Regions from separate parts of the Astyanax mexicanus genome. Here region 2 is linked to region 1. The links are chromatin contacts, called in public Hi-C maps. All regions are on one chromosome and are shown on one strand. The core of a region is the stretch at or near the end of the contact, and the rest is flanking DNA. Distances in the headings are between cores, read along the strand shown.

Region 1 (7,374 bases), core at 3,531-6,030:
GCAAAGGAGAGCTCCTTTCTTACCCACAATTCCCTCTGCTCCTTAAGAAACATCTCAGTGAAAACACCGCCATGTATGCAGGCTCTTGTGGACAGGAAAGCAGGGCAGGCGGAGGTAACAGAGGCCGCAGTGTGTTTAGCTTGGGGGAACAGTACCCCGGAGGATCTTCTGGAGAAGCTCCAAGAGTCTGATTCAACTCCCGTGGAACTGACCCGCTCCAGCCCATCCAGAACCCTGCCTCAAGCCTGCCAGGCTCCTCCAGCGCCAAAATGGCCGCCCCTTACTGACTCATGTTTCTGGATCTGGTTAAGGATCAGGCTAGCGGCTTGCCAGGTTCCTGCTGGGCCTGTCTTGCACCGCTACTTGTGGCCATGCTGGACCAGGTCTTGCTTTTATGGTCGTTTTTGGCTCAGTTTCTTGCACGCCGTCCATTTTGGACCACGTTTTAATGTAGCTGCCAATCGTTCTGCCCAGTACTTCAAGCAACCCATGTCAGTTTGTTGAAGCATGTTGAGGGTCTCCTGCCTTTGCTGGGCGTCACTGATGACTGAAAATCAGAAAGTGTGTGTGTACGAGGGAGAGTGTTTGGTGAGCTGTACTCTATCCGATATGCCATCTGAACTTGCAGTGGTCTATGAAATGGAGTGTCTTCACTTTTAGGCTGCTGTTAGCACTGTCCTCCCACCACCACACTTGGATTTGTACAGTTTTGACTGGTTGCGAGCTACAGGAACGTTCAGGCTGAAAACGTAGGTTTTCCTCACATTACCTCAAATGTAGTCAGGCAGCCAATGTTGATGACATGTTTGGTGTTTTCCAGTACATTTTTAAGGGTGTTGTAGCTCTTTAAGTAATGGAAGCTTATACCTCACAAGTTAGGTGAGCCATCAGCCATTAGAAATGGTGAAGCCCTGGTCCTTTTACCACAGTTAAATTTACTGTATGCATTACTTTATTAGATTGTTGTGCTCAGATAAAAGAAAGACATCCACACCAAGAAAAAAAAACTGAACTTTGGAGCTTTTGAACTTGGTCTGACCCAACTTTCAGGTGAACTCCACTGGTTTGAACGGCTACAACTAAGTCTATAACCAACTTTTGAAACCTGTTAGATTATTTGTACCAAAACAGACAAAATGTAAATTTTGATATGCCCTACATAACTGACTGAAGGGTGAAGCCAGCTTAGTGGTTAAAAATTGCATTTCAGTCTCCCCAGTAACATTTAGAACCTAGTTTTGCAGAATGAGCTGCAGAAACGTATGTTAGCTTATAGCATTTTTATTCTTTACTTCATCACAATCACCATCAACTACATTTGGGCTGAACAGTTCTTGTCCGTCCAAGTCTCAATGTTTTTAGGACATGGAGGGCAATTCCGATTTAGTGGGAGATGTTGGTTGGTGGGTTTGGTTGGTTTGGTCCCTTGAAGCGAGCCAACTGCATATTTTCAAACTATGTTCAGACTGTAGGCAAGGTGAATTTGTTTTCCAAATTAGATACGTTGAGGTGACTGTCCGCACTTTTATTTTTGCGAGTGAACAGATCGGAATTGTTGCTCTTCTTGTTTGGTTTGAGTTTTGAGTGATATGTTGAAATCCAAAGTAAGATTCATGTGGTTTTAAGCTGTTTATACTATGAATAATCAATTTGGATACAATTTTGCTACTCTAAATCTTACCCCAGTTACTGATGGCTGTGGTATGACCAGGGATCAATCAAATGATCTTCCTATGAGGAGACCAATGCTCTGACCCAAAATATTATTTATATATTTGTATGTGAGATATAAGTATCTCTGAAAGCTCATGCACAGCTTTGTTAGATTAAGTCCCTTTCCACAGTTACATACGCCTTTTGACTGTGGTGATTCAGGGCCTAGTCTCCAGGCTAGGCAGTAGTATAGGATATTCAGTTGAATATTAACTTGGCGCTCTGTCAACAGAGAATGAGAGTGTGAGAGAGTAGGTGAGCTGGTGCGTCACCTGAATGCGTCAGGGTTTCCCTGAGATATTTCTGCGGGGTGGGGGAGAATGCCAGTCATGTGCAGGCGATGATAAGCCGCAGTTCAGGTGGAGATGGAATGCTGAGCTGGTATGAATATTCCTCATTCCGTCTTTAAAATAGTACTCGGAGAGGAAGCTGTGGAATTCCTTCGAATAATAAAAATCATTTCTCTTGAAATTTGATCTCTGATTTTCGCTTCCTTGTCTGTTGTAGCATATCTTCTGACACTTTTATAGTATTACTCTGTGACGCTGTCTGGTCCAGCTTTGGTAACAAGAGACAGTAGCACAGTAGACTTACTGTAAGTGTTAGTTTATCAATAGAAAGTAATGTAATAATCGCGTCTAGTGTGTGTCCTGGCTTTAGTCCTGGCTTAAATGTGTGCTTAAGGCTATTCAATTGCGGTGTGTGTTATCGTATATTTTATTGTATTGTATTAGTATCTCTCTCTCACTGTTTTCCTCTCCTCTCTTCCAGCAGTCCAAAATCCAAGCAGGAGGCCATGGTGCGTTCACCACCCGTGATGTCTCCCTCCAGCGCTGCCCAGATGGACTCCAAACTGCCCAATCAGGGAAAACAAGGAGGTGCTGGCAGCCAATCGCAGCCATCTCCATGCGATCCCAAGGCACTGAGTGGAAGCCACACGCCCAAAGGCCCTCAGGGCTCTGTGGGGGGCATGGGACTCAAAAATGGACAGGGCTTGAACTCTGGCAATGGGGCAAAAAGCAAGATTAAAAGAGAGAGAAGCACTTCAGTCGAGTCCTTCGAACAGAGGGATACAGGGACGCCCAATAACGACGGGGACCAGAAAGGTATGAAAGGTTTTTAGTTGTTTAGCTGTTGAACTGTCAATTTTGTCAAATGATCTAATAGATTTGACTGTTCTGCTTTAAATATCACACTGTACTTTGGGGCACATTGTCTCGTTGTTGAAAAGGCCTTTGAGCAGATTAACTAAGAAGGTTGTTAGACTTGTTAAATTTTGCTTTGTTGAATTTGTGACTTAGAATCCAATAGAACATTGACTTGTCCATCTTGTTACCTTGTTAAGTAGTTTGCTTTCTGAGAGTACTTTCTCAACAAGAGTTGTCCAACCCTGTTTCAAGCAATGTGTACCTGAAACAGTGTATTTTTGGGATACTTTTTAGCCTTGTTTGCTTTGTTTCTCTGGTACCAAAGGATCTACTAAATTTGTTTTCACTTTTCTATATGGATCAAACTTTTAGACAGATTACAGAAAGTTGAGGCTAAAATGTTGTGCTAAAATCAGACTCTTCTTGGTGTGCAGGCTTGTCACACAACCGTATAGATACAAACATTTTCACTGGTGATTGCTGTATCTACTGTAGCTGTAAATTATCCAAGGGGAATCAGTTATGCTTATTGTACTGTATGCTGTGAGTGCCTGAGACTGGGAGACCGATTCTTGCTATTAATGGGAAGTATAGAGAGTCACAAGATACTTGGGGCAGAAACATGCCCTGTAAAACTTGCGGATTGCTGATTGGCTAGAGAGAATCAATCAGATAGAATTGAGAGTTGTAGAAAGCTGTGATTTTGAAAAAGTAAACCAGGTACTAGTTTACCAGAAGTTGAGTACAGTTCAGCAGTTTGGGGAACCTTTTAGTGGAAAGACACCTATAGAGAACTGCTGGTTAGACTTTTGAGTTAATTATTCCATAGCTTTCACCAACTATAAAAACTTAAATTAGTTAAATGTTGTAGATGTTGCTTTATGTTTGCATTATGTTCTCAACGGTTGGAAAGGATTTAGGGGTTTTGTATATTGCTTGTCTCAATTTAACTTTACAAGTCAGCTTGCATGCTTTCCCTTTTATGTTGAGTGAGGAATACACAGCTATTTGAATGGAGATTTTCTATTAAAATAAATATTTTTTATAATTCTTGGGTGTAGGAAACTGACTCTATGTCCAAATGTTTGTGGATGCTTCTTTTATGATTTAGACTTTTCTGCCATTTATATGCATTAAATGGGTCCTTCACCAGTATTGATTGAACTTGTTGGTTCGAAAAATAACTGAGTAGAAATAACGAAGTAAAAAAAAACTTTTTACCAGAGTGTAGTTTATGCTGTTTCTGATGTTTCATGTGTTTGTTATACTGGTATTTTGTTTTTGTATTATGTTTTGACCAATTTATTTTTAGTTACATGCTGCACTTTATTGAGCAGACTGAAAAACTTAGCTTTGAGTGGTGCTGAGGATTATGGTGCTGATTCATATCCTGTATGAAATCTAAGAGCAGAATTTGCTGTGCTGTCTCTATGATTGATTGGATATATGATGCTCTCGCTCCCCTGAGCACAGGCATCTGTTAGCTGATGTATCAGAGCTGCGTTGCTGCACTTTCCTCTGAGTGAGCTGGCTTTCCTGTGAGAGTTCAAAAAGAAGCAGTTTCGTGTCTTGGTCTTTGGGGGCATTGCTAGTGATGGATGGAGTTCTAATAAACAGGATAGGGTTATTTGACAATGGGGAAATGGGGTAAATATTAATAAATAATATGTTAACATTTTGTTTAACATATATATGCAAGAATCCTAGAGCATATCTTCATATGTGTAACAAAACAAACAATGTTCATTCTGTCTGACATAAATATATATATTTTTTCTAGAGTCTGTTTTCTCCTTTATCTCATTTTTATTTTAGGATGTGTCCACAGGTGTGTTCTGGCATTCTAAAGCCCCCCATAACATAAATGTCTGGAATGTCATTGGAGTCACATTTTCACCGTAGCTGGTTTTGTAGCGTTCGTACGTGCACATGTGCCTCTCCTGTCCTCAGGCGCTGCACTCAGGGCTGTAGTGCTGCATAAAGACATCCACACCCCCGTATGTCTCCTAGTGGAAACATCACAGTGTAGGTTTTGGGGGTAGGAAGAGCCAAGGAATATACCATCTCTCCTTCTGCGAGAGGGGGAGTCAGCTTTTTTTTTCCCCCCTCTTTCTTTTCCCTCAGTCTCGTGTTTGCCGTCTGAAGGACCCCTGCTGGTGGGTAATGCTTGTGCATAGAGATTATTTGCCATGAGACTGTGGCCATTTTAATTGAATGTGTTGAAAGTCTTTGAGCAAAATCGCTCAGGTATTAAAGACTGGAGACAAATACAGACTGTTTAGAATTTATATGGATTTATATGAAGAGTTAGGATTATGGAGAGTCCTGATTTGGCATGCGAAGCAAGACACAAGGCAACAGGGTCAGTTAGATTTAGATTAAAAAAGGTTTAAATGCAAAAAAATGACATACACAATCAAGCAAAGCATTATGATCTTGTTTCTGCTCTACTGAGAATATAGGAGACTTTGTAGTTATTTAATTATAGACGCTTGTATCTCTGAATACTTTGTATCTTTGTTACTATCCTCCACATGGTGGTCGAGTGTGTTGTGCTGGTATGAGTGGATCAGACACAGCAGTGCTGCTGAAGTTTTTAAACATCTTGTAGATAAAGTAAAGTCAGAGGCAGAATTTCTGAATCTGTTGCTGCACAGTTTGTGTTGGTCATTCTCTAGTTCTTCATCATTGGTCACAACACTGCCCACAGGCTGCTGTCAGTGGACTATTCTCAGTCTACAAAATGCTACTACAACCTAAAAAGTACTAATATATTCTCAGTGGAGATTATGATAAATTGAATAATGGGTGTTGAAACAAAGAGGTGGTCATAATTCCATGTTTGAGTGCTGTATGTGTGTAATACCTCTCCTATATACAGCTCCAGAAAAAAATACGAGACCACTTCAGTTTCTGAATCAGTTTCTCTGATTTTGCTATTTATAGGTATATGTTTGAGTAAAATGAACATTGTTGTTTTATTCTATTTATTACAGACATTTCTGCCAAATTCCAAATAAAAATATTGTCATTTGGAGCATATAATTAGCAGAAAATGAGAAATGGCTCAAATAACAAACAAAGATGCAGAGCTTTCAGACCTCAAATAATGCAAAGAAAACAACTTTATCATCGCTGTCCAATGAAAAACACTCTCCAAAACAGCAACTTTGCAGGAGAGAGAAAAAACCTTGTAAACTTTCAATGGAAGTCAATGTAAAGATTTTTATTTTATTTGGTAATGTGGTCTCTTATTTTTTTTCCAGAGCTGTGTATGTACCCAGTTACATTTCACTAAACATTTAATAACAGAAAAATGACAATTAACTGTAGTGTCAAAATATCAGATGGTGTGACCCATAACGCAAATATTTCATTTATTCATTTTTGATGGGTAAAATGTTAACTGCTGATTAAGTGAGCTTAAACTTTGTAAAGTTTCTGAATAGATCACTTACAAAATTATTTATTAAACCTGTTTACAAACACATATAAACAGAACTGACAATTTTACAGAAATCACATTAAAATAAATAGTGGATGCACCACAAAAAAAGTTGGCACAGCCAATTCATGTGGATGAAAAAATAAGTAAATTAGCAAAATATTTTTTAAAATTGCTCTGTTGAAAATGCTTATGTAATCAGCCTAGCAAAAACCTATATGAAATGATAGAAGGTCTTGCTTGAACGTATATTTATTGATTATATAGCAAATGTAGGCATCCACTTCCAGTTTGCCTTTTTGTGTTTGAGATCATGGTGTACCTGGGATGTCCTCCTTTGATATCTGTATTATCAGAGCCTGTATGATCATAGTCTGCTGTATCCAGGTTACAGTGAAGCTCAGTGTGTGCACAGTTTTTAGACAGATGGTACTGGCGAGGTAGTAGAAGAGCAAGGTCGCGTGCAGAGACAATAGGAGTTAAACTTCCTAGAGGTGGTACAATGCTCAGAAGAGCCACTTCACTGTGCTGCACAGTAAAAGACATCAAGACTGCATTCACACAGAAGGGAAAAGTCCAGTTTACTGGAAACAAGTGCAATTTTTTGGTCGTAGATATGTTAGCATTTGCTGTTCCAGGTTGGGGTGCTTTCATAGGTGGTGTTGATATTCAACTAGGGCTGTTACAGTACTAACAATACTATTGGCATTTTAAGACTTGTCATTTTTCATGAGGCTGTTGGTGGACTGCTCTCAGTCTACAATGTGCTACTACCAGATTGGAATTCATGTGAAGTTTACCTTGACATTTGCTGAGGGAAATGGACCGTGTTATATTAGCGAAAATGAAACTAAAACTTCATATTAAGGATTGCTCTTTTGCATGAATGTCAGTTAAAGACTGTAAACTTTTAAGACAAATGTCGAGTCTTGAAAATAGCATGTTTGGGCCACTTTTCCTGCATTGTGAGCTTAGCACCAGATCTTGACGTTGAGAATTTAAGCAGGGTAGAACTTTAACTTAAGCTTTACTGCAGTGTACAATATATAAACACTAAAGTTTATAAGT
Region 2 (7,374 bases), core at 3,407-5,906, 160 kb before region 1:
TCTTTATACCCGAAATACATTTGACTTGTGTTTTTTACAGCATGTTGTTGGAATGAAATAAAACGTCACATGTGTAAATATAACAATAATATTCATTATAGTTATTACAATATTAGTGTGGAAGGATAAGTAAGTTTATTGTGCAAAACTGTAAAATTTAAATAATGATCTAGAGTCTTGTTGGGACGGCTCTAGTCTGGACACAGGGTGAGATTAATCCAGTATAGCATCCTGCCACACATTTGCCCAAAGATGTTGCAGCACACTCATAGGTTGTCCTAGATGATCCTATAAATGATCAGTTGGTGATAAATCTGGTGGTCAGGTAGAACAAGAAAGTGTGTGTGGGCGAGAATTATCCTGCTGAAAAAAGCCAGTTGGACGTCTTGCAAGGAAAGGCAACACACGCTGCTGGATGTCCTGCACATATTACTTCTCTGCTGCTAGGAAAACAATTAAATCCAATGGGGGTCAGCACACAGCGGCGCGGCTATCACAAACAGTGTGAAAGCATCTTTATAAACAAGTATGCATGCACAACTGTGCTGCAGCAAAAACAGACCTTTATGCATCAAAAATTGCTCTATAAAATATAATTAACTAGAAGGAAATTGCTAAAATGAAAACTACTTAATATATTTACAAATGTGAGGTATAACAAAAGACTTATTCGGACCATACAGACTGGAACTGAACTGTCATTAGTAACAAATTCAGGTTCTGTTTGTGATCTGAAAATTAATATGTTCGATTAAGAGGCCTCTTGCTGTGGAGTGACACACTGCCACAACTTCTGGTGTGATGATCTAAAGAACAATTGCATAATTACAGTTTGTCACCCCTAGTAGTAATACAAGGGACCCTGACACCTCAGTAATATACATGTTGCCTCTCCTGGCAAGACGTCCAATTGGCATTTTTAGCAGGATAATTCTTGCCCACACACACTGTCTTGTTCTGCCTGGCTGCCAGATTTATCACCAGCTGAGCATTTATAGGATCATCTAGGACACCAGCTTTGGCAACCTATGAGTGTTCTGCAACATTTGTGGGCAAATGCTTACCGCTGTCAAAGTTCAACAGTTCACCTCGAGACAAGTGTTACCGAAACAGGACAAATTGTGGCCCAGCAGAGCAGAAAGCATGGCGGCAGCCGCGGTCAAAGTGAAAACGCCTTCACACATGGATCTGTTTGTGCTGCGCACGCCACTACATCTATTTCGCTTGCCAATAAAACAACCAAAACAACCCCCCTCATCTAGGTTTACAACCCGCTAATTAAACCTATGACCTTAATATCTGTTTCCAATTCTGTAAATATGCCATTTCAGTTAAGGATGACTCATAGGCCACAACAACCAGCCTTTCTCAACTGACCTTGGTGAAACTCTAACAGAGATATTAATAGGTGGCAATGAGGAGACTGTGGTGGTGTACGTGACACCCCGCTGACCCTCCCTATAGCAGTGAAGGATGATTGGCAGGGCCAGTACATTACAAAGGTCCAACGTAAGTTCTTGGATAACTGCAGGGATGTCGGTTGTTTAGGTCGACCTGACTGTGTCTTGCAGGTTTGGTAGAAAAGTGATTGCCTGTATGGATTTGGGGACATCTAGCTTTTGAAAAATGTAACTCCAAACACGTTTTTTATTATGACTGACTTGTTTTAAATTGGCATGAAATATTTTAGTTTTTATGTAAAAGTTTGTATTGCTGTCTTGTCATTGGACTTTTGTACTAATATTCAAAATTACAATATTCAAAGAAACAACTGATTTTTTAACAACCCCTTTTTTATACAATATAAAAATGTTTCTTATATGTACTTGGTGATATATAGTGATATAGGAAATGTAACCAATTCACCTATCACCATTATAATCATCAACAGTGTGTACATGCTGACTAGCAGGGAAATGTTTTTTTTCTGATAACACTTTTGTGTAAACAACAGGACATAGATGTGAAGGGAAAGAGGTTATTCTGACATTTGGACTAGAAAGCAACTCTGTCTGGGAGTAGAAGGGAGTTTCAGAAGGACGCAGTTGTATGAGGGAGTCCTATGTCCATGTGTGGTCAATGTTTTTTGATTAAGACTGAGTGAAGGATAAATAACTCTCTGGGAAGCTGTTAGAGTCCCAGAGCACCTTCAGAGCGTGATGACTTCATGAACTGATTGTGCTCTCACTACTTTCTTCAACAAAAACTTGTTACTCATTTGACACCACTCAGAACTTAATATTTGTTTTATTAATTGTCACAGGTATTTCCACCACAATATTCTTATTGCATCTCAGGCCTGCAAAACACCAGCAGATGACATGTCTCTCCAAACCATCACTGATTGTAGAAACTTCACACTAGACATCAAGCAGTTTGGTCTGTGTGTCTCTCCACTCTTCCTCCAGACTCTGGTTCCTTGATTTCCAAATGAAATGCAAAATTTTCCTGATGGTTTGGAGAGACATGTCATCTGCTGGTGTTGATCCACTGTGTTTTATTATCAAGTATAAAGTCAGTGCAGAGTTTTCCTGGAGAATCTTACAGCACTTCATGCTTCCCTCTGCTGACTTTTATAAAGATGCAGATTTCATTTTCCAGCAGGACTTGGCACATTGCCCACCCTGCCATAAGTAACAATTGGTCTTATATAATATTAAAATTTCCTAGGACACTGATTTTTGCGTTTTCATTGGCTGTAAGCAATAATCATCAACAATAAAATAAATAAACAATTAAAAAAGATCACTCTGTGTGTAATACATACATACATCTATACAAGTTTCACGTTTTGAACTGAATTACTGAAATACTGTTTTCATCATTTTCCATTCGGTCTCAACTGTAACATCAGCACTTCATTTACAATGCGAGTGTACAATAAAACAATTTTGTTTATTACTACAGGTGGAGAACCTGTCTTTATTGATAGATTAGAAATTGAATCCCCAATTCCCCATACAGCCCATACATTGTGGGGAGTCCAAAATAGCATAAACTCACACCATTTAGTCTCCCGATTTTAATGAGAGACAGAAGATTAAGGAACATGATAAATTATGCTAAATATGACTTAAGCTTGGCTTAACAATGTTGAAAACTTTTTTTATATATTATACTTTGACTTGAAAGAAACAATACTCTAGCATACACACTAAGAAAAGTAAGTACAGATTTGTACTTAAAAGAGTACAAAGCTTGTCGCTGGGGCTGTATCTTATATTGAGGTACCAAAAAGTACCTTTCAGAGAAAGTCCTTTTTTGTACCCATGGTGTTTGTGCCAGTAAAGATTATAAAGATTAAAAACATTATCATCAACTAAATATGGCTCAAAAACTTGATGATACAAAATTGTCTGGCTTTCAAATAAAAATGTGCAATTAAAATATATATTGTTTATTAGTACAGTGATACAGAATACTGAATATACCTTTTGGCTGGTTAAATGGTACAAATTTGTACTTATTGCTGTTAGAAACTACTTTGTACTTCAGAGGGAACACATTTGTTCCTGTAAAGACCAGTATTGTACCTTTGAGGGTACAATTATGAAGAGTGTACCTTTGAGTACTCATATCGTACCTCTGAGTGTAGAGTCAATCTTTTAGCCTTTTCTGGGTAAAACGTCAAATTCCCATCCACTTCCTATTATGTGTAGTCCAGCTTTATTATTTAGGTCATTATTGTGATTAAAATGGAACCTAGCAGAGAAAGCAACAAAAAAAGAACTGTAAAATAAAAAGTGGCCACATGGTGGCGATCAGGACTCACACTTACTCACAGTGCCTGAACGTGCGTCTGAACCTCCTGTGGAGATGGCGGTGTCTGCACACATTAAATCAAAGCACAGTAGTGAGATATTTTTCCTAGAAGAATTTACAGTTACAGATTTCTTAGAAGTCGCAAAGAGGCAACCGAGCTGTAACCTTGGTGGAGCAGACTGAAAAACGTCATGGTCATGATATTCAACAGTTATACTAATAAAATCTGAAAAAACATTATATTTGATGCATGGAAAAAAGACTCATTAGCTCAGAACTAGGCGATATGACTAAGTCTAACTCTTCTTGATAACTTAACGAACTAAATTAAAGTATCAGCGTTATTTATCGCAGAAAACACAGAGCACGCTGTATACCTAAACGGTCAATATCTGCACAATAGAGACAGTTACTACAGTGTTTTCCCGTGAAATCTTACAGCACTTTATGCTTCCCTCTGTTGCGGATTTCATTTTCCAGCAGGACTTGGCACACTCCCAAAAGTACCAATTGGTCTTATATAATATTCTAATTTTCTGAGATACTGATTTTTGGGGTTTCATTGGCTGAAAGCCATAATTATCAACAGTAAAACAAATAAACGCTTAAAATAGATCACTCTGTGTGTAATATTCACCTTTTCATATTGATTGCTACCTGCTCAGACGGCTGGACTGCAGGCATGTCAGATCGAGCATGGCCTTTTTATGATTGCCATCACCGGAATCACCAGACCCCTCCCCTCGCCCTGCACGCCCCGCCCCTGATAATTCATCACCGTACTAGATTCACTAGACTCCTCCCCTCTCCCAGCGTGCCCCGCCCCAGCCAGTGCGCCAGTTCACTACTGGCCCCGCCCTCACCAATTCATCACCCCGCCGGCGTCCACAGCACCAGCAATGTAAAATACAACCGGCTAATAATGACCTCAGCACGTTCTCCTTAACCACCTCAACACACACACACACACACACTCCCTCACACCACCAGAAAATGCCTCTAAACACCGGGTGAGTTTATTCTGGACGCTGGGGCCAGTGTGAAACTGCGAATCACACACACACACATTTTCTACTCAGACCACTTAAACACACACACACAGCCCCAGTAGTTTAGCTCAATCTCAGGCCTCGCACTGCCACCAATTCTCAATTCTCAGTGTGTGTGTGTTTTCTCCGCCCCCGCCCTCCTCTATCCCTGCACAGATGTTAACTCTTTCCTGTCAGGACATTCCCTCTCTATTCAGCAGCTAAATACTAGCAGGGAAGTGGACCGTACCACATTTTAAAGAAGCATTACAGGCTCAGATTAGCTTGTAAAGCTATTTGTTGTCATGCTGTGTGTTGTAGTATTCTCCACTCAATTCCTCAGCTAAACTTAAATTAATTCAGTTACCAAAGCTAAACTAAATCTTTAAGAAATCTGCGGAAATTCCGGTGCTGCTCAACCAGTTATTACAGCTAGCCTACTACCATAACTATCTACTACCAGTGTCCCAAATCACTTACCAGCGATGTCAGTAACACATTACTTAGCAATCAGATTAAAGTTATTTATTCAAAACACTGTGCATTATGTTTTTGTAATTTTCCCTAGTAAAAAGATATTGAGTGCTGCTCATACACTCACACAGAGAGCCCCCCTCTCTCTCCACCACACACACACACAGACCCTATGCTCTCTTGAGTTACTTTTTAAAAGGGTAATCAGTAATCAGATTACTTTTCAAAGTAACTATGCCATCACTAGCACTAATACTAACTATACTATGTAGTATAGATAACAGTCAACTCAAAAAGGTTGAGTATACACAAATAACCACAAAACATTGTGTATTTAATGTATTTCATTTATGTTTATGCAACAAATGTTTTAGTTCCAGTTAATAAAGCATCTTTAAAATAAGTGTAACTTTTTCAAAAATAAATGTAGCTTTTTTGGTTACTGGTTAAGTGGTTCTAAATGTACTTTAATTTAATAATGCATTAAAACATTTTTAATGTTTTAAAAATAAAAGCATTTTTAAATATATTTGGTTTCCATATATTTAATGCACTTTTTAAAAATGTGCTTGGTGTTAATTTATGTAGCGTTTCAGAACCGACCTCTGTATCTTTTAGTTTTACTGACAGTGTCTCTGTATCTCTCAGCTTGTCCAGAAATGCATGTGAAAAGAATGTCTGCAAGGTGCAGATTACCCACTCTGACTGAAGGGGGAGCCCAGAGGCAAGAAATACCAAATCTGACATATTGGTGCTTCAACACCTTTGTGTGGTTTGCACAAAACAGTTTTTAGTATATTAGTATCCGTTACTTGATAACTACATTAGCCTTCTTATGGTGAATTGTCTGTTTTATTTCTTTATACAACAGGAACCCAAGCCAGAACCCTCCTTTTCTGCTGGTTTATCAATTCAGCTATCATATGTCTATCTGTCTAACTCCCAGCTGTCATCCCTTGTACATCTTCTTTTATCTTTTATCTATCATTTTCCCTTCTTTACTTTTTTGTGACTGCCCCAACTTCATCAGATGCTCCGGACATCCAAAGATAAGAAACATGGTTTATCTTGGATAAACCTCCCCAAGCCTGTGTGTTGGTGAAAAACACACTTCGCAGCCAGACGGGCTTTGAAATGGGTCAGAACTTGAAAAGTTAAGGCCAGACGGTCCACTTTCATCTCCCAGATTGGGGTCTGTGCTCTATTGTTCCTAAACCCACACCTCCCCCTTTTCACTCTCTCTCTCTTTCTGTTTCTCTGTCTCTCTCCCTCTGTTTCTTTCTCTCCTTTTGCGGCCTCCTACCCACCCCCTCTGTTCTCCCTCTTTCTTTCTTTTTCTCCTGGCCTCTCCAGGCCTTAGCTGCAGGACCCAGATGAGGGGACGGATACCAACACCACCGTCTCTCCCAACCCCCAAACCCCTAAACCCCCAACCCCTTTCTCCTCACTTTCCCCTTTTTCCCTGTCTCTCTCTCTCTCTCTCTCTCTCTCTCTCTCTCTCTCTCTCTCTCTCTCACTTTCTTAGTTCATTCTCCAAGAGAGCTGTGGGAAGAGCAGGGAGAAAGAGAAAGCAGTGGTGACCCTCGAGCCTCAGTGGATGTGTGTGTATGTGTGTATATGTGTGTGTGTTAACACATCGGACCTCAAGGAGCTCATAGAAAGAGGGGCCAAAGAGAGAGGGGGGAGCATGAATGGTGCTGGAAGGGTCGAGAGAGCGAGAGAGCGGGTGGCAAATGAGGGCTGGAAGCCCAGTGAGGAGTGTGTGTGTGTTTATACGCCCAATTCTAGTATTCTAGTGTACATTTCAAGTATTGAAGAATTTGACTAATCAGCTAACTCTGTTACTATTAAAACAGGCAGAAATTAAAATAAAATAATTTCCTTCAGAAAGTAGATATTCTATGCTCTTTATAATAGAATAGCTCAAAAACTTTAAAGTGTACATCTGGGTGGAAGGAACAAGGGATAAAAAATACTTATATAATAACAGATGAGTGTTGGCCTCCAAACCATCACTGATTGTAGAAACTTCACACTAGACCTCAAGCAGTTTGGACTGAGTGTCTCTCCACTCTTCCTCCAGACTCTGCTCCCTTGATTTCCAAATAAA

What was found. A called contact is a pair of places that touch in the nucleus more often than the background predicts.
Region 2: a contact with region 1 is called in a Hi-C map of muscle, with 20 times the contacts expected there. The contact joins two enhancer-like sites. A contact is called at or near these places in 2 of 3 Hi-C or Micro-C datasets (both in muscle).

The regions. Positions count from the first base shown.
Region 1 is chr21:25,542,402-25,549,775 of AstMex3_surface, reverse strand. bcl9 (BCL9 transcription coactivator) reads left to right here. Exons shown (of 12, transcript XM_049470168.1): 6 at 2,488-2,819. Among protein-coding and RNA genes, the nearest start is that of gja5b, 31 kb to the right of the region's middle. Within about 2 kb of position 4,780, the one cell type or tissue checked has an H3K27ac peak away from gene starts, as active enhancers do.
Region 2 is chr21:25,697,628-25,705,001 of AstMex3_surface, reverse strand. It overlaps morc3b (MORC family CW-type zinc finger 3b), which reads left to right. Exons shown (of 17, transcript XM_007251348.4): 17 at 1-15. Among protein-coding and RNA genes, the nearest start is that of bcl9, 4.7 kb to the right of the region's middle. Within about 2 kb of position 4,656, the one cell type or tissue checked has an H3K27ac peak away from gene starts, as active enhancers do.